Linked DNA regions of Sus scrofa: regions 1 and 3 are each linked to region 2. The links are chromatin contacts, called in public Hi-C and HiChIP or PLAC-seq maps. All regions are on one chromosome and are shown on one strand. Each heading gives the region's core, a stretch centred on a gene start, on an enhancer-like site or on the middle of the called end of the contact. The rest is flanking DNA. Distances are from core to core; before and after follow the strand shown.

What was found. A called contact is a pair of places that touch in the nucleus more often than the background predicts. HiChIP or PLAC-seq counts read pairs in DNA pulled down with a chosen protein or histone mark.
Region 1: a contact with region 2 is called in an H3K27ac HiChIP or PLAC-seq map of alveolar macrophages. The contact joins the promoter of DLX2 here to the promoter of CYBRD1 in region 2. A contact is called at or near these places in 1 of 5 promoter capture datasets (fetal skeletal muscle) and 1 of 2 datasets of contacts at active chromatin or transcription factors (alveolar macrophages).
Region 3: a Hi-C map of skeletal muscle shows a contact between it and region 2, with 6 times the contacts expected there. The contact joins the promoter of GORASP2 here to the promoter of CYBRD1 in region 2. A contact is called at or near these places in 1 of 5 promoter capture datasets (fetal liver), 2 of 47 Hi-C or Micro-C datasets (heart right ventricle and skeletal muscle) and 1 of 2 datasets of contacts at active chromatin or transcription factors (alveolar macrophages).

The regions. Positions count from the first base shown.
Region 1 is chr15:78,201,972-78,205,649 of Sscrofa11.1, reverse strand. DLX2 (homeobox protein DLX-2) reads left to right here and starts at 1,386. Exons shown (of 3, transcript XM_003133477.4): 1 at 1,386-2,133; 2 at 2,629-2,813; 3 at 3,329-3,678. The coding sequence starts at 1,737.
Region 2 is chr15:77,646,881-77,650,668 of Sscrofa11.1, reverse strand. It overlaps CYBRD1 (cytochrome b reductase 1), which reads right to left and starts at 1,375. Exons shown (of 4, transcript NM_001128452.1): 1 at 1,176-1,375. The coding sequence starts at 1,368.
Region 3 is chr15:77,098,047-77,101,679 of Sscrofa11.1, reverse strand. It overlaps GORASP2 (Golgi reassembly-stacking protein 2), which reads right to left and starts at 2,372. Exons shown (of 11, transcript XM_021074828.1): 1 at 2,125-2,372. The coding sequence starts at 2,187. It overlaps LOC110256942 (a long non-coding RNA gene), which reads right to left and starts at 2,505. Exons shown (of 1, transcript XR_002339024.1): 1 at 2,122-2,505.

The sequences.
Region 1 (3,678 bases), core at 137-2,636, 550 kb before region 2:
AAACCAAAGATGATATTTTTCAAAGTATCAACTTGTTTTCCATTAGGCAGTTGTTGTAACAAGTTCTTTCAGCAAAATGTTATGTCTTTAGAAAGGGGTGCTTCAGATGGTGCGCACTAGCACAATTTTGTGGCTTTTAATTACTATTTTGTTCTTTTGGGGTGTTTCAAAGACTGGCGCCTAGGCGTGATTAAACCGTCTACTGGTCCCGCCGCAACCACAAACACCTCCACCAGGTGGCGCCACAAGGCAGGAACTGCGGAGTTCAGTAAAGTCGAGAGTTCTTCCACTCTGGGCCATGATTCCCAATCACCAGGTAATAGAGATAGAGAGGAGGTCGACACTTGAGACTTAAAAGAGGAAATTGCGATGATAGGGCAAAACATGGTCCTAAAGTGAAAAAATTGTAAAAACAGGGTTAAGTGCGAGAGATAAAACTTTTCTATTTGTTTCTGTAAACGTACCAAGTTTTGTAGCATCGAGATGACTCTCTCACTGAAAAATTATCCCATTTCCTTTTTCGTAAAAACGTGGAATTATAAAGTTAGAATGTACTTTGAAGGCCATCTGGTCAGTTTAGTCTAGCTTTCCTATAGAGGAAATCCTCAGGATCGTTTTATCAGTTGTCAATTAGCCACCAGATACACGTAATTACTCTGAGTCTCTGCATGTCAGAAAAGTACAAGGGAAAACGGTTTCAAATATATCATTAGCAATAACCTTAATAATAAGAGCAACCTTTGAATTTATATAGCTTTTCTCTCAAACGACAAGGAAAATAGTTTAAATAGTATCGAATTAATTGTCCTAATATCTCTGTGGGTCGGTTAGGAAGCAGGTATTATCCGTAGTTTATGGATAATTTAAATCAAATCAATTGGCTGGAGTGCAGAGTGGCTGAAAATAGTAAACACCAGACCCTTTGAGGAAAAGCGGAGCTAGAGCTGGCTGGGCTTTCGACACTGCTTTCCTTTAATTAATGTTGGAAAGCTGACCTCGGACATGAAGGTACGAATCACTGGAATTGGTTGGCACTTGTACGCAGAATGGAATGGGAGACCCCAATTTCCTCTTCCTCTGAGGCGAAATGCCGGTCTCCATCTTCACGCCTTATGACCTCCTGAAGCTGGCCACCCTGACTCCCCACCGCCCCCACTCCACTCCTCGCCCAGTAAGTCATATTCAGCAGCCGCCAGTCTGCACCCAAGACCAAGGCAGCAGCAGCGCCCGCACAGTGACACTGCCCCCCCCCCGTCGGGTGTTCCTGGGCGCCCTTAGATTCGCGGCCCGGCGCTTTCGATTGGCTGTTGCTAGGTGACGTCGCCTGAGCTCACGTGACGAGTGTTAAATGCCCACCCTGCAGGAGCCCGCCCCGCAGACAATCGTAAAGCAGCTCCCGGCAGCTCACCTGCTCCCACCTCCCGGAGCCCTGGCCAGGCCCCGCCACCCCTGCCCCCTCCACTGCCCGCCCCCTGCCCGAGCCCGCGCGGGGCAAAGGACCGAGCGGCCCGAGAGGCGGAGAGAGGATGCGGCCCGCGGCAGCTGTCCAGAGCAGTGCACGGTGATCGCCTCCCCCGGAGGAGGAGTTGCCTAGACCATTGCTACATTTCTTGTTTTCCTCCCCCCTCCCCCACTGTAATTACATTGGCTGCTGGAGGGGACTGCGAGAGACGGAGGAGGCGCCTCACTACCCCCCTCGCGCCCGCCACCCCGGCTCTTTCCCGTCCCGGGCCAGGATGACTGGAGTCTTTGACAGTCTGGTGGCTGATATGCACTCGACCCAGATCACGGCCTCCAGCACGTACCACCAGCACCAGCAGCCCCCGAGCGGCGGCGGCGCTGGCCCCGGCGGCAGCAACGGCAGCAGCCTCCACAAGCCCCAGGAGTCGCCCACCCTCCCGGTGTCCACAGCTACCGACAGCAGCTATTACACCAACCAGCAACACCCAGCGGGCGGCGGAGGCGGCGGTGGGGGCTCACCCTACGCGCACATGGGTTCCTACCAGTACCACGCCAGCGGCCTCAACAACGTCCCTTATTCAGCCAAGAGTGGCTACGACCTGGGCTACACCGCCGCCTACACCTCCTACGCGCCCTACGGGACCAGTTCGTCCCCGGCCAACAACGAACCTGGTATGCGTGGTTGACATCTAGGGTGCAAAGTCGGTCTGGTTACTGGGATGGGTGGGATAAAAATGATTGGGGCAGGGGTCCATCCGGAGCCCTCGCCTTTCACTCTGCCGGCTCCCCGCTCGCCCCTCGCCCTTTACCTCCTCAACTTCCAGTCGGCCGAGGATCACTGGGTATGTCCCTCGGTACTCAGTTTGTGGGACCAGGTCGCCTCGGCGGCCGAATGGGTGCACTGTGCATGCCTCGGTAACCTCATTTCCTTACCACCTGCTGCTCTTTTCTCCCGCTTTTGCTCCCGTCCTCCCTTCCCTGGAGGAGCTAGCTCCCTGGTTTGGTGGCGGCATGGGTCCGCCCATGGCGAAGTTGTGCCTGAGCGCCGCAGAGCGTCCCCAAGAACCCGCCTCCCAGCTTAGGCCAGGTTCCACGCTCCCCTCCTGGCGGGCGGGAACTCCTGGGCTCCCCTGATCGCGCGGTTCTCATGATTCCGCTTCACTGCAGAGAAAGAGGACCTCGAGCCTGAAATCCGGATAGTAAACGGGAAGCCAAAGAAAGTCCGGAAACCTCGAACCATCTACTCCAGTTTCCAGCTGGCAGCTCTTCAGCGGCGTTTCCAAAAGACTCAATACCTGGCACTGCCCGAGCGAGCCGAGCTGGCGGCGTCTCTGGGCCTCACCCAGACTCAGGTGAGGGCTCGCGGCCTGGGAGGCACGAGGAGGGCGCTGGCCGGGGATGGCCGAGAAGCAGGCGGGTTCAAGACTGTGTCTTTAAAATATTTTTAGAAGTGATTTTAAGGATTTCGAGGCCGTGCGTGCCTTGGGCGGCCTAAACTTCTACACCGGAAGCTGAAATCCCCCAGGGGGCCACTTCGTGTGAGAAAAGGAAAGAACGAGGGTGGGCAGAAATCTCGCACCAAGCTGTCTTCCAGCGCACTACTGATTAAGCGGGTAAAACAATTGGCTCTACTGACCCTCTCCCGCTGTCACCACCCCCTCAGGGCACACACATCAGCCGTCTCGGGTTGTTTTGTTTTGTTTTGTTTTTTTGGAGTAGGAACCAACAGAGCCTCCGAGACGACGGCACGTGATCGGCTTACCTGCCTACGGTGGCCCCTCTCACCGGCCGTCTTCCTACGCCTTCTCCCCACCCCTGCCCTAGGCCGAAGTTCTCCCACTAATGCTCAGGTCCCTTTTCCACAAAGGTCAAAATCTGGTTCCAGAATCGCCGATCCAAGTTCAAGAAGATGTGGAAGAGCGGTGAGATCCCTTCGGAGCAGCACCCGGGGGCCAGCGCCTCGCCACCTTGTGCTTCGCCACCGGCCTCGGCACCCGCCTCCTGGGACTTCGGTGCGCCGCAGCGGATGGGAGGCGGCGGCGGCCCGGGCAGCGGTGGCAGCGGCGCGGGTAGCTCCGGCTCCAGCCCGAGCAGCGCGGCCTCGGCTTTCCTGGGCAACTACCCGTGGTACCACCAGGCCTCGAGCTCCGCCACGCACCTGCAGGCCGCGGCGCCGCTGCTGCACCCGACGCAGACCCCGCAGCCGCATCACCACCA
Region 2 (3,788 bases), core at 126-2,625:
CACTAGATCTTAAAAGTTTTCGTCCCAAGGGGGAAAAAAATGTAACTATGTGAGGTGGTGGACGTTAACTAGACATTATAGTGATCATTTCCATAACTGTCATACACCTGAAATTAATATATCAATAATATCTCAAAAAAAGCCCCCCCCAAAAACCAAAACTCCAAAATGCCATCCACCGAGCCCTCCCTCGGCGCCAGCCACATCCCAGAGAATGCAGGCCGACGGAGCAAGCCCCAAATATGTCCCAAGCAGAAGCATCTCTCCCAGCAGGGCGGCCACGGCCCGCTGCGGACCCCTTACGGGCATCCTCCGCCCCGCGTTCCGGGCCAGCGCCCAACCGGAAGCCCCGCAGGCGAACTTTCTCCAGTCAGCAGCCGCAAAAACAAGTCGGACTCAAGACTGTCCAATGACCAAGCCTGGCAGCGAAACACCCTTTTGGAGTCCTGGCAGCTTCTCGGGCTCGACTGAGTTTAACGCTGTAGAAGGCGTGAAACCAGAACTGATGCTTTCTTCACCCACCTTGGCTACCCGCCGACCGCTGACTGGCCCCTTCGCTCAGGACTGAGGACGAGATAAAAGAAGGGGCAAATTCTCGCCCCTTCATTCCCCTCCCCCCCTCGCTGTTTTCCTCTCCTCATCTGCAGCCTTGAAGCAAGTTCAAGGCCTCGCCTCAAGATATCTCCGCGCCCCTGACTGCGCAGGCTCGCGCCTCAGGGGGCTATTTTCCGGGGTCGAAGGCTGCGGGGCCGCAAGGCACTCCCGCAGCTTTCCTCCGTTCCCGCGTCTGGCGTCGTGGGGGCACCGCAAGTGCGTCGTGCGTTGCAGCCACTTGCAGCAAAGAGTTACCCAGCCGGGCCGGCGTGCTCGGGCCGACCCTCCCCGCTCCGCCGGTGCCCATGCGACCTCGCTAAGCGTCTTGCCGTGAATTCCCGCCCCACGCGCCCCGCCCCAGCACCCGGACTCCCGCGCTCGCCCAAGTCGGCCGGGCCAGCGGCCCCGAAGTCCCGGAACCCGCCCCCCTCTCTCCAGCGCCGCGCCGGGGGATTCGGCTTCCCCCCGCGAGCCCGAGCGCTGCTCTCTCACCCCCTCCCTCGCTCAGCCCCACTCGGTGGGTGCTCGGTCGGGAACCTCCGGCCCCTCCGGCCCCTCCGCCTCCCAGAAAGTGCCAGTACCGATGCCCTGGATGAAGACGAAGCCGGTGACTATGAGCACTGGGTGCCAGTTAAACTCCAGCGCAGTCCCGTCCCAGCCGAGCCCCTCTCGGTAGTGGAGGACCCAAATGAGGGTGAAGATCACGGACAGGAAGCCGACGAGCAGAGCCGACACCAGCAGCGCCAGGAAACCCCTGTAACCTTCCATGGCCATCAGTGCCCCATACTCCGCACGGTGGCAGCCGCAGGAACTCGACGAAGCGGCGGCCGCTGCAGCCTCTGGGTACTGGCCCCGCGGCGGGACGCGGCGTCGACTTCTTGAAGCTGTCTCCGCCCGGGGGAGGGGCTTTCTCGCGGGCCTGTCGGGGATGCGGGGCCTCGGTGGTGCGCAGCTGGCGGTCGCTCAGAGACCAGCCCCACCCTCGGGATCCCGTAGCCGCCCAGAGCTCTCGCTGCGCCCCTCCTGGCCCAGCATCTGAATTTGCAGAGAGCTGGAGAAACCAATCCAGTTAGTTACGAGCGAGCGTTCGGAGGAGTCCATACCCACCACTTTCTTTTAACTCTTCCCGTGTCGCTTCCTTATTTGAGGGAAGGCTGAGTAAGGCAGTGGTGCGCACTGGCGTTGTGGGTGTGATTTTGACTAGAAGTCTCCTGAGCCTCAGTCCTCGAAGATCGGCTCTGTTTGATGCCAAGGAGGAGCTTGTGGGATAGTGTGGACCTGGCCTTAGCAAGGAAACTACGGTGCCGCTTGTGCTTAAGAAAAGGAAGACAGACACCTCCTGGAGCCTGGACTTGCCCCTGTGTGATAAAAAATGGATCTTATAAGTACCACCTGCTCCAACCTATTTGGCCTAAAGCCCCACCTTGGTGGAGTGAAGCTCACTCACTCCCTGCTCTCTTTCCAACATTAATTTCATCCTTCTTCATTGGACAAGAAATAGCGTTGGAGGTTATCCACTGCTGCTAAAGAAAACGAGGCTCTGGCGATTAGGGATCCTAGAATGCATATGGAAAAGTTCACTTCTAGCCGTCTTCCTACTCATCTCCAAGAACAGTTTCCCATATTGTCGTGTTGCCATTTTTAAAGACCTCGGCATGTGCAGGTGGTATATGGGAGTGATTTTCAAGGGAAAAGACAGGTTTTAGGCAATGAAGTAGGAGTGTCAAGCACTGGTAGTGGGGTAAGATTGAGGTTTAAGAGTAAGAAGCTGTGGACTTCACTGGTGTCATTTTCCCCTCTGTGGTAAAAAAAAAAAGAAAGAAAAAGAAAGGAAGCAAATGGAAAAGAAGGACCCCTCCCAGCAGTATAAAGCTTTCTATGGTCTGACCCTAATGTTCACTGCTTCTCTCCCAGCTTCTGACCACTGCCTACCCATATCTCTGTCTCTATATTTGCCCAACTCCATCTTCACCAAGAAACCTTCCCTGGGTCTGCCTATGCCCCTGTGTTACACTTCCACCCACTTCCCCAACCAGTGCCTTTCTGCACACTTATCAAGATGGGCTATGACCGGAGTTCCTGTCGTGGCTCAGTGGTTAACAAATCCGACTAGGAACCATGAGGTTGCAGGTTTGATCCCTGGCCTTGTTCAGTGGGTTAGGGATCCGGTGTTTCCGTGAGCTGTAGTGTAGGTTGCAGATGCGGCTCAAATCCCGGGTTACTGTGGCTCTGGCATAGGCCGGTGGCTACAGCTCCAATTCAGTCCCTAGCCTGGGAACCTCCATATGCTGCGGGAGCAGCCCAAGAAATGGCCAAAAGACAAAAAAAAAAAAAAAAAAAAAAAAAAAAAAAAAGATGGGCTGTGACCATCTGTTTCTGTGGCTGTCTCCACTCCCCAGACAGCCCCCTTGAGGTTAGGTAGTCCTTGTCATTTTAGACTTCCTTGGCATGTTTGTTGGGAGAAGAATGGGACTGAGTGGGTCAGTCAGGGCTCTGGGCAGGAAACAGGTTACTCCTTCTGATTGGGCAATTTAACAACGAGCAGGGCTATTTACAAAGTTGTGGGCAGGGTGTGAGAAACCACAAGGGCATTGCAGTGCCCCAGCTTGAATAGGAGAGGGTTACTGAAATCTAGAGAGAGAAAGAGACAGAGACACACCCAGAGAGAGGAGTGTGGAGAGGGCAGCCTGACTAGGGCTAGGGCCTTGAGTTGAGGGATACAGCCAGCCTGCAGGGACCCTACAGGGAAGGAAAATGGGAGGCAGCGTGACTGGTCTAGCCTTACTCTCTTCCCTTCCAAATGGCTGAAGCTCGTCTGAAACCCGGAAGGAAGATGATGTGTCGCATATAGGTCAGCTCCCAGGACACAGCAGCATGGAGAAGGGTGAGGGTAGAGCAGAGACAAACAGAAACTGTCACTGAATCTTCCAGTTTTAATTTTTCAGGGTTTTTGGGATTCCTGAGTGCTACAAAGATTCCTTGTTTAATTTTATGCTGTTTCTCTTCCTCTCTGACCTTTAACTAGTAATTCTTTCACAACAATGTCATTGTGTCCCTGTTCTTCTCTGTAAAAGTATCTAGTCCTTGTCCCCAGGTAACTTCTTCTTCACCCTTTCAACCCAACACCTTCCTTCCACCCTTGAGCTGATTGTCTTCGACAGCTGCAGCAAAGAATCTCTGGATTCCATTTAACA
Region 3 (3,633 bases), core at 1,123-3,622, 550 kb after region 2:
TATAAATTGGTATTTCAAAACACAATCATACAAGTTTCTATTACTAGCATGGAAATGGTCAGGGAATTATTTTTTTAAAAAGTAACTTTTAATTAAATGCTAGAACTTGTTAAACTTGGGTGACTTTATTCCATGATTACCCTGCCATATTTATTCTGGTTAACAAGCTCAGTAATTCAGAGATGGAATATACAACTGTAATTGAGATAATAACAAATGAAGATATTTTTAAATGTTGAGATTTAACCTAGTACTTTCTCCCTCAAAAAAAAAAAATTTTTTTAATTAGCCTAAACTAGATGATCATGACTATTTTAAAGCACCAACAAAACTCAAATGAAAGAAAAATTATTTTGTCTTTGTAACATTTATGCCCTAGATGAAGACTGGAAACTAAAGTTGTCTCTAGTGCTTCTAAAAACCATATTTATAGATTAATAGCCGATACACCACTGAATATGAGTGAGTGCTGATTTACTGAAGTGCACCTATGTAAAGAAATTCACTTCAACTTTAACACTGAACGAACATAGTCATTAACAGAAGTCACTGAATTAGAATCCTTTTGATGTGTACAGCTTTCTTATAGACTAAAAACTCATCAACACTGCTTTACCTAGTGCATGAATTATAAAAATATCACGAATCCCAGTATTCATGGCCACAATCAGCAACTGTGAGAATCATCTGGTAATACTGGACAACATAGTCCAAAAGCAGAGGAACTCAGAATCAAACCAGAGAATAGAAAAGTACTGCCACCAAGTTTCACTTCACAACTGGGATTTGACCATTCTCCCTCCATTTCCGTCAGCGTGGTACTTGGGGGCTGGCTTAGCTGAAGGGAATTAGAAGGTAATAGTTTATTTATACATTCTCTGTATTTTCTGGGAAAATCATACTCTCCTACCAAGAGTGTGGCTTCAACAGGGATTTTTAGCAGAGTGGAGAGGCAACTAGATGTGATAATCCTGAAGATCAGAAAGGTGACTGATGACAGCCCTATCAAGCAGACTTCTGGTAATTTAGTTTAAGAATGCTGTCTCACCTCAAACATGGGACCTAAGGGAGAACATGGCTGTAGCACCACGGATTGAGCTTTCCTACTTTCAGTGAAAATTAGCCAGGAGCTAATATCTAGTTACACTGAATGGTGCTCCAGATTGGGGCTAGTTTGCTGACAGTCCATCATGTTATCACTCACGCAGGTGTCACGCACACAATCAACATTGCTACTTTTAAAGACACTCAGTTCCACGAGGAAAGGACCACATGCTCTGAACAACCCAGGCTATTCATAGCAGGGACTTAGCTAATGCTTTCAGAGATACTGTTTCCCTGCGTCCTGGGGACTGAGGTTGCTTTCCTTTATTTACCTGATTTTTTTTTTTTTTTTAACGTTCCTCTCCATTTACCTCTTTTACACTGTGGATCTAAACATTCATCACCACCACACCCTGAGCAGACTTAGAAAAAAGAGAACGGAAGTTCCCCTGGGCAGGAAATGTGGAAGAGGAGCGTTGGAAAGGTCAGGAGCGACACAGGACAGAAGAAAGTCCAGTTGAAAATCAAGCAGATTTAAGTACGTCGAACCTGCTTCTAGGCCATTTCGTTTTGTTTGCCTAATTGGCCTTTCCCGACATCCAGACAGCGCCGAGGTAGATTAACACCTGCCGTCGCATCCCCCTCCCCTAGCCTGCGGATTCCAGACTTCCTTTTCACAGAAAAGAAACGCTACCTTCACCATCACCTCTTTTACAGACTTTGCCCCCAAGCCTTCCTTGACTTTGGGAGCTAAGAATGAAGGGGAGAGGGGCAGAGAAGGCTCTCAAAAGGAAAAGGAGCCGAGGTTGCCCTCTTCGCCTGGGCCGCCCCCGGCCAAATCGTAGGCTGCCACCTCTGGCTCCAGCCTCTCCTTCCGGATGCTGGGCCCGGAGAGTCCGGGGTAGGCGGGATGCGAGCGGCCTCTCGAACCGGCCTCGGCCAACGCAGCGCCGGCACTCGCCGCTCCTTCTCGGGGTCCGGCCTGGCTGCCCCAAGAAGAAGCCCGTCGGGGCCTCAGCCTCCCCGTGACCGGGCCCCGCCTCCAGCCCGCCACCCCCGCGCCGCCGTCGATGCTCTTACCCGCAGGACGTGGTAGCCCTCCGTGCCCCCGCCTGGGATCTCGACGCTCTGCGAGGAGCCCATGGCGGCGGGCGATCAGTGTGGCCGGGCCGGGCTTCGCGCAGCTCCCGCCTCCCGCGCACCACCCGCTCCGCTCCTCCGCGTAGCACTTGGGACGTGGCACTCGCTGCCTCGGGAGAGCCGGGCCGCGCTGCCCGCTGGGAGATCGTCGCCTCGGCAGCTGGGGCCGCAGCGACGCCGCCGACAGCGCCACCTGCCGCGAACCACCGGGAGGAGCCTGAGCGTACAGCAGGCGAGGGGAGGGGGGAGCGGGAAGGTGGGGAGGGGCCTTACTCGTGCTCGCGAGAGAGCAGAAATACGGTTCATCCAGCCTTGGCACCTTGCTACGGGTCCCTGGGCTTGACAAGATTCATCTAAGCCGCGTTCCCGCTAGCCTGCAAGAAGAGTTGTTTGATTGTAGCTCCGCCTGGTGGCCAGAGACCAGGAAGGGGCTGCTGTTGAAAAGAACCGGGTGGATGCAAACACTACGAGTTCCCTCTTCTCTGAGTTTAAAGTACTCCTCCCAGGTTGTACGGAGGAGCGTGGTAGGGTATCTTCGTGGGCAGATAGCGCTTCCGCTCACCTCTTTATAAAGGAAAACGCTCCCTTCATAAAGCACTTGTCCTAAAGAGTCATGGAGGACCCGCCGAAGTTCTTTGTTTTTTTTCCCCTAATTATGAGAAAAAGATCGTCACAAACTGAGCGGTGCCCGAGTGGGGAGCACAGTTGGATGCCCTTGGAGTTCCACCGCCTGCTGCTCAGTTCTCCACCCCGCTTCCTTCAGTTAGCCAACTTGTGGTCACAGTTTTCCTACTCGGTTGCTCCTTTTGCCCCTTCCCTTCTAAAACCCCGCAGTTATGGCCATTGCCCACGGGTCAATTTGAGTATCACTTACGGTGGATCAACCAGATATCAGAGCATGTGTATTCTGATGTGAAGCAACATGAAGTACCTGTTATCACCTGTGAAGTACTCTGGTCCAAAATGTTTACCTTGCTCCTTTCACACCTTTAGTTAGATCTTCCAATTTACAGGAAGAGAGGATAGAGGAATAAGTAAAATGATTTCACAAGGAAGCAACCAGGCAAAAATACAGGAAGTGAGCCGTTTTTCATAACAGCTGGCCAGTTCTTTTCATCAAATCGGAATAACAAGAAAGAGTTTATACTGGATTAAAAGAAATAATCAAGAATATAGCCAGGAGGTGCAATGAAAGGCCATGAGTTAGGGGTTGATTTGGAAAAATAAGCTGTAAAGGACAGTTTGGGCTCAATTGGGAAAATGTGAATACTGAGAATTTGAAGGTAAAGCATTAATTGTCCTGGAAAAGTGGAAATTATTGACTGAAAAAAGACCAGGTTATAAGGCAAAATATGTCTGTAAACAATACAGACATATTTTTGTAAACCAAATACACCTTAACGCAGAGTATGTGTATGAAGATGTAGCAAGATATGAACCAAGCATTAC